2 separate regions of the Zea mays genome follow, and region 1 is linked to region 2. Evidence: chromatin contacts called from public Hi-C data. All regions are on one chromosome and are shown on one strand. The core of a region is the stretch at or near the end of the contact, and the rest is flanking DNA. Distances in the headings are between cores, read along the strand shown. Region 1 holds the start of LOC100275584 (putative protein of unknown function (DUF668) domain family protein). Region 2 holds the start of LOC100273317.

The links. Hi-C and Micro-C count contacts between places; a contact is called where the count stands out from the background.
Region 1: a contact with region 2 is called in a Hi-C map of bundle sheath, with 2.8 times the contacts expected there. The contact joins the promoter of LOC100275584 here to the promoter of LOC100273317 in region 2. A contact is called at or near these places in 7 of 25 Hi-C or Micro-C datasets (bundle sheath, ear, leaf and 3 more).

Annotation. Positions count from the first base shown.
Region 1 is chr10:120,161,925-120,165,458 of Zm-B73-REFERENCE-NAM-5.0, forward strand. LOC100275584 (putative protein of unknown function (DUF668) domain family protein) reads right to left here and starts at 1,866. Exons shown (of 13, transcript NM_001149635.2): 1 at 1,279-1,866; 2 at 853-1,157; 3 at 310-635; 4 at 126-218; 5 at 1-33. The coding sequence starts at 1,300.
Region 2 is chr10:119,910,188-119,913,329 of Zm-B73-REFERENCE-NAM-5.0, forward strand. It overlaps LOC100273317, which reads right to left and starts at 1,881. Exons shown (of 1, transcript NM_001147758.2): 1 at 999-1,881. The coding sequence starts at 1,648. The coding sequence ends at 1,208. It overlaps LOC606478 (protein disulfide isomerase11), which reads right to left. Exons shown (of 5, transcript NM_001112333.1): 5 at 2,270-2,886. The coding sequence ends at 2,635.

The sequences.
Region 1 (3,534 bases), core at 616-3,115, 250 kb after region 2:
AGCTGCTTCTGGGGTGCACTCTCTGATTCTAACCTAGATATACATCAAATTAACAAGAGCTATAAAAAGCTAAAACATATTAGTATAACTCTGTGCTGCAGTGCCAAATCAAGAAATCTGCTTACTTCACAAAGTAGCGATCCAGGTTATGCCACTGGGGATCTTTACAGCGGTTCCCGAACCTAACAATCTCCTGGGAAAATATTTTCAGCTCTTCTCTGCATTTATTAACCAGAGTTCACAAAAAGGTCACTGGCCAAAGACGATAAGAAAGCCACCATGGTAACTGAGAATAATCTTCCAGGGTACCTTTTGTCGTTAGCTGCAATTCGCATCAGTTCACTCATCTCACTGGAAACCAAATTCTGCACACCTTCGGAAGGAAGCACAACCTGTTTGAAGTATGTGACAGTGTCTTCCGAGAGAGATTGCATAATACTAGCACCTTTAAGTATTGTGTTGGCAACCTCAAAAGCAAGAATTGATATCTTGCATCCTTTGGTCTTGGTCCTGGAAACAAAGCCACCATCTGAGCTCAAGGTCGTCATCAAGCAGCCTAACGTGTCTAGAATCTCCACTGCCTTGCCAAATCCAGCCATGCTGGCTGTCCCAAGCATGGAACCCAGTCTAGGGACCTGCTATGAAAGGTAAGGATTTCAGGACACCACACATTTGCTTTCAGTCACGTGGCTAAGCTAAAATTAAGCAATATAGGTTAAGTAATTGGCATGTATTCGCTCACAGATGTAACGTGAATTAAAGCTGAAAATCTTAAAAATGTTCGCTTGTCACTAATTTAGCTAAACATTATATGCGAAATGAAAATCAATTGACTTTCTGTCCACCACTTGCCTTGCTTGTCCCATTGCTTCCAGACCTTTCTATCCTGGGGTCCATTTTGCCAGACGGAGCTGTGTCTCCTGATGTTGATGCGTATTCCTCCTTGCTACTCTCAGGAAGAACGAAGGCATCATCATCCTTGTAGGGGAGCAGGTTAGATTTCCAAACAAACTCCTGCTCCTCCTCCATCTCCACTGTTTCCTTGACAACCTTCTGCTTGCGTGCAAGACTCATCGTGTCACCAAGATCGCTGGCGCCTTCTGCAGCATCTTCAAACCCCGCACCAGCGATCGCTACAGATCTTCTTGATTTCAGCGCTGCGGAACAACAGAAATCGACATGAGCCAAATTCTCCAATAAATTCAATCCAGCCTAGTTTACCAACAAAAAAAAAAGGAGAGGCACCTAGGAGTCCAGGACAGCGAAAGCATCACATACCGTACCAGCTGTGGCATTCCATCCGCTAGAATCCTGCGCCTGACACAACAGCGGCATCAAGGAACGTCCCCGAGAAACCAGGAACCGTCGCTCCCCACACCGCACGGAAGGTGCTCGACGGAATGCCCGCCCGAGTCAACGGGTAGCAGGAAAGATGGCGCTCTCGAGCAAGAACCAAAGAGAAGGTGCGGGAAAATGACCAACCAACCGCACCAACCGAAAATTTCCCGTACAAAGGAAACCGCGCCAGGAAAAAAGGATGCGAAGCAAAAAAAAAAAGAAGAAGAAGAAGAAGAAGAAGAAGAAACGAAAAAAAAATGCAAGCTTTCTCCAGAGCAAGCGACGATTCACGATCGGGCGCGCTGTCCAGGTGGACAGGAGGGAGGGAGCTTAGTGCTGGCCTGCTGGACCGCGCGAGCTGGGATCTGCAGCTAGAGGTGTACCGGACCACTCGCCCGCCTGCGCCTGCCTCCAAAGAGAGAAGCGAGGAGAGGAGGAGGCAGTTTCTTCCGGTAGTAGTATTTCTTTTGCTTTTCGCTGGGGCACCAACCGGACCCGACAGTGTCGACAGGCGGGCAGGGTGCCGGGTGGCCGCCGATTCGATTTCGATCACTCCTAATCCTTCCCTAGGGCCGAGTCCACGCGCTGACCCTGATTTTTCTTTTTCTTTTTTTTTACGGGCGCGCGTGTGCGGTCGCACGCTTGGAAACGCCAACCGCGCGCGCGCTGGGTCGCCGCCGGCCGGCATGAGGAGGATGGATCTGGCTGGCCGGCCCGGGCCTGCAGGTTGCTGACGAATCTAGCTCGCTTTTCAGCTCTCACCCGCTGGCCGCTTGCTGCCGACAGTGACAGCTACGGAGTGGGGGGCACGTTCCTGTTCCTGCACCGGTTGGTTTAATTTTTTTGGTTGAAAAAAACTCGTGGGCATTGTTTGGATGGTGGCTTGACTCTTGAGCCAGACGAAAGCCTGGATTGGCTGCCTCGACGACCAGGCAGCTTTTCAAACAGATATAAAGTTATTAGTATCACATTATTGGCCTAAAATGGCCGTTTTAATTTTCTTCTTGGCATATCGTTTCAGAAGTAGTATAGTTGTACTCACTACGTAAAAAAATGTAATTCTTATTTTTTTTAAATCCCACAATTTAAATTTTCACTAAAGCTATATAGAAATACTAAATAAATATTATTAGACTAATTATAAAATATGTATTTATACTAAAAAGTTATTGGAGATATAAATGTCAATACTTTTTTATTATAAATTTAGTTAAACTTAAATCAATTTGATTGATACGAATATCATTATTATATTTTTTTTGTAGATGAATGGAGTGCTTGCTACTATAATCACCATACCGGATCAAACAATGTTATATCCGTTGACGTGTTAGAGATACAATTAATTAGATATCAATGACGTGATTAGGGGTTAGGTGACGCATTTGTCTTTTCGGACCGGTGTGAAACACAATCTCCTCGTCATTATATAATTTTGTAATCGTACCACCTACTATATTTCATCATTATTAATATAATCGCCGGTCTGTTTACAATCCATCCACATAGCTCTATTTTTTTTTAAAAAAAACGAATTACATATAGAGCTGTTAATTATATTGATAAAGAAAAGGTTGCCCAAACTAGGTATAATAGAAAAACAACAACAATAATCGTAACAACTACAAACGACTATGACTACACTACCGGCAACAACAATATTGATAAAAACGCATGTTTTAGTTCAAAAATTAATTAGTCAGCGATAAATATTCGAGTACTAACTAAAACAACTGTGTCAACAATAACCCACTTATATAACATGAGCAAATAAATATTGGGCACGAGAGAACTAGGACAAGGAGAACAAATACAGACAACACAAGTCACCATCGACGGTAAGCAACAAGACGAGTCTTGTCATTAGGGGGTGTAATCGGATCGAATATGGACGGATATCAATAAAATCATATTTGTTTTCATATTTTTAGTCGGATTCGAATTCGAATACGAATACAAATACGGATGTTCTCGAATACGAATACGGATAGTCGTGGATCGAATACGGAGCTAATCGGACACGGATAGCGTCGGTAACGAATATTTTTGTCGGATATCGTGTAAGACATCATTCCACACATATCATGTTATAATCATTTAGCCCCTCCTTTAGTCCAAACATTTTATAGGATTATATGTGCACATATGCTACACCTCCATAAAAATCCATGAATTTCTAAGGATATTTTGAGTATT
Region 2 (3,142 bases), core at 631-3,130:
TAAATTACGAAAATAGCCACAAAATAAGTGAGTGAATAGGACTCAAAACTGTTGTTGGTTTGAGAAAGAAATACAGCCGCACTCTTCTAACCGGTGTAACTCAAGTTTAATTATGTTATACGAAGGATATACCCCCTCGCGCCAATGTATTGTCCAAGAGACTAGCTAGATGTATTGCTACTGAGTACTCAACTGACATAACAGAAAAAGGTTGGAGGAGGAATTAGCGGAAAAATAAAGAGCAGAGTGTGAAACAATGGCGAGGCAACGAACTCCAGCAGCCAAAACCAGCTGGGAGGCAGCCTGGCCGATCCGGCCGGGAGGTTGACTTGGATGGCCTGTTTGGTTGGTCGCCCTACATGGCCGGTTTTGAGCAATACTATGGTTTTACTGTGGTAAAGTAAAACCGTAGTATTTGTGTTATGTATAATTGTAAACTGTGGTATTTCAAAATTACAGTATTTCAAAACTGCATTTACAAACAGTCCCTCACAATGCAAGATGTTAGACTATTACTAGTTACATCTAGAAGTCATGTAGTTTCAAAATCATCGAAATAAAATATGCTTGAAAATTACAAACTTTTTTTTGTAGGCAAGGAACTACACATCTCAGTCTAACTTGTTGCAAAACAACAAGGACTAAAGAAACCGAACCTACTAATTTGATGGACATGGAAATGGAGAGCATCTATGGAGTAAGAATCCCATCGCTGTTCAAAAAGACCAGCCCTTTACCAACTAATTTGATGCACCCTGCAATATCTGTGTATAACTAAAAAAAGGGCAAATAAACCCTCTTTTTGTATGAAAATCAATGAATCGAGCAGTATGATTGTTTGGATTTTAGATTTTGAATGCGTCAGAACTTCACTACGTTTCGAAAGTATTAGGAACAATAAAAACTGGGTATACCTAGCAACTCAAACCCCAATCAATATAACACAATCCAGAATAACAACTAGTATAGAACATCTTGCAACAGCATGCGCCAGATTTAAAACGAGATTATCAGCGTTCCGCGATTATTTAACCACCTCAGATCCTATCAGGATTGCGAGCGAATTCATAACAGCCCGCCTAAACCATACCACCAGTCCACCACCGCGTACTAAAACGCAAGTCACATAATATTAAATTAGCCGGAAGGCGAAAAGGAATCCCATAATAATAATAAAATGTGCCGGAAGGAAGGAGAGACAGAATTCTTAGATCTTGTCGATGTCCTCGTCCTCGAACTGGATGTAGTTGTAGTCGCCGTTCTCCTCGCCCTCCTCGGGCCCATCGACGTCGACGCCCTCGTTGAGCCTGAGCGTCTCGGGAAGCTCCCCGTAGGCCTTGAGCAGGCGCGCCTCGTCGTTCATGTACTTGAGGATGACGTCGGCCTTGTCGTCCTGGTAGTCGCGGAGGCCGACGAGGACGATGTCCCCGGCCGCGATCCACACCTTCTTGTGCATCTTGCCCCGGATATGGCAGAGGCGACGCGTGCCGTCCACGCAGGTGGCCTCGCACCGCCCGTTGCCGAGCATCCGGGTCACCTGCGCATACTCCTGCCCGTCTTCCTTGAAGACGAGCTCGCGCTTGTCGTCGTCAGCCTCGTTCTTTCCACGCTTCCGGTTCTTGCCTCCCTTACCCTTGTTCTTCGGCATCTTCGCGGAGGACGAGAGCGGTGTGGCGAAAACCTAGCGCGAGATCGAGGTGGGGAAAGGGCGTGCTGCGGGCCGCGTTTCCTGCGGAACTTTTTTAGAAGTGTGCGGCGGTGTTTGGTGAACGCGAGGGGAGGAGGTCTTGAGCCGTATGGTTCGTTGGATCTAGGGTTCGGCGGCGTGGACCGCTCGCATAGGAAGGGCGGTGTCTGTTTCTGGATAAGCAGGGCGCGGTGTAGGCTGAAAACGGGTCGGACAATATTTTTAGGGTGTCTTTAGATTCACCAACTAAAATCTAATCACTGTTATATTAATGTTTGGTGCTTATTATAAATATTAAATATAGTTTAATTATAAAAATAATTATGTAGACGAGAAATAACGACAAAACAAACCTATTAAGGTGTTTGTTTCTAAACCTATAAAACTAATATTTAGCGTCTAAAATTAGCCGAGAGGTTTATAACACATCAACTAATAGACCAACTAATGATTAGTTATATCTCTCAAATAGTTATTAGTTGTTAGCTAGTTCAACCTAGCTAATAACTTATTAGCTATCTAACAACTAATGATTTGTTTTGTTTTACTTTTTGGTGACAACTTCACAACTAGCGAGTACCATAGCACCAGAACAGTCTATACATCATGTATTAATTGTACAAACGTTCAGTAGCAGAGTATGATAATAAATATATTTTCACAGAAATGGACTCTGGAATGGACAATTTCTAAAATACACAGGCAGAGGCTAATTTCTAAGCTCTAAATTAAAGAACAAATTGAAGGGCACAAAACAGAAACATAAATAGGCAGGATGTAGAAGTTGGTGTGGCCAATAGAAATTGAAGAATCTCAGCATCAATAGCCAAATCCACTCTTCAAGACTTGCGTCCGTTGAAAGTTTGAAATCTATAACCTCTGAGCTACATCTCCTGGTACATTAGCCATCTTTACACTTCAGGTGCAAGAAGCTCCCCAAGCTTCCATCACTCTTCATGAATTCGTCTTGGCTGTGGAGTATCATCTTGCCCAGCAAAGTACACCATGACAAACAGAAGGGCAATGACGAATATAAGGATGTACAGCGAGGTCAAGCTGACCAGAGAATTCAGGAAACCCATGAAAGAAGGGCCGCTAATTTTCTTCTTTGTTGTTCTTCCTGCTCTGTATCCCTCAAGAAATTGGCTTATTTGAGATGCTTGGTCAGTACCTTCTTCTAATCTCTCTGAACCATCCACCTTCACCAAGAACCATTTTAATTCAATCCCAGAAAATAACAAATTCTTATTTGATGATTATCGGAGAGATGGTAGCAGTTTCTTTCTTAATCAAGTATTAACTTTCTCAGGGAATTATGAGGGTCAACAAACAGGAACCTATAAAAGCAATACCTTTATTGATAGAAAAACTTTTGCATCATTAGTCAGAAACATGCCAGTAACACTTTATATGGATGGTGGTATTAGAAAATAGAATTAATTACTGAGGATACTG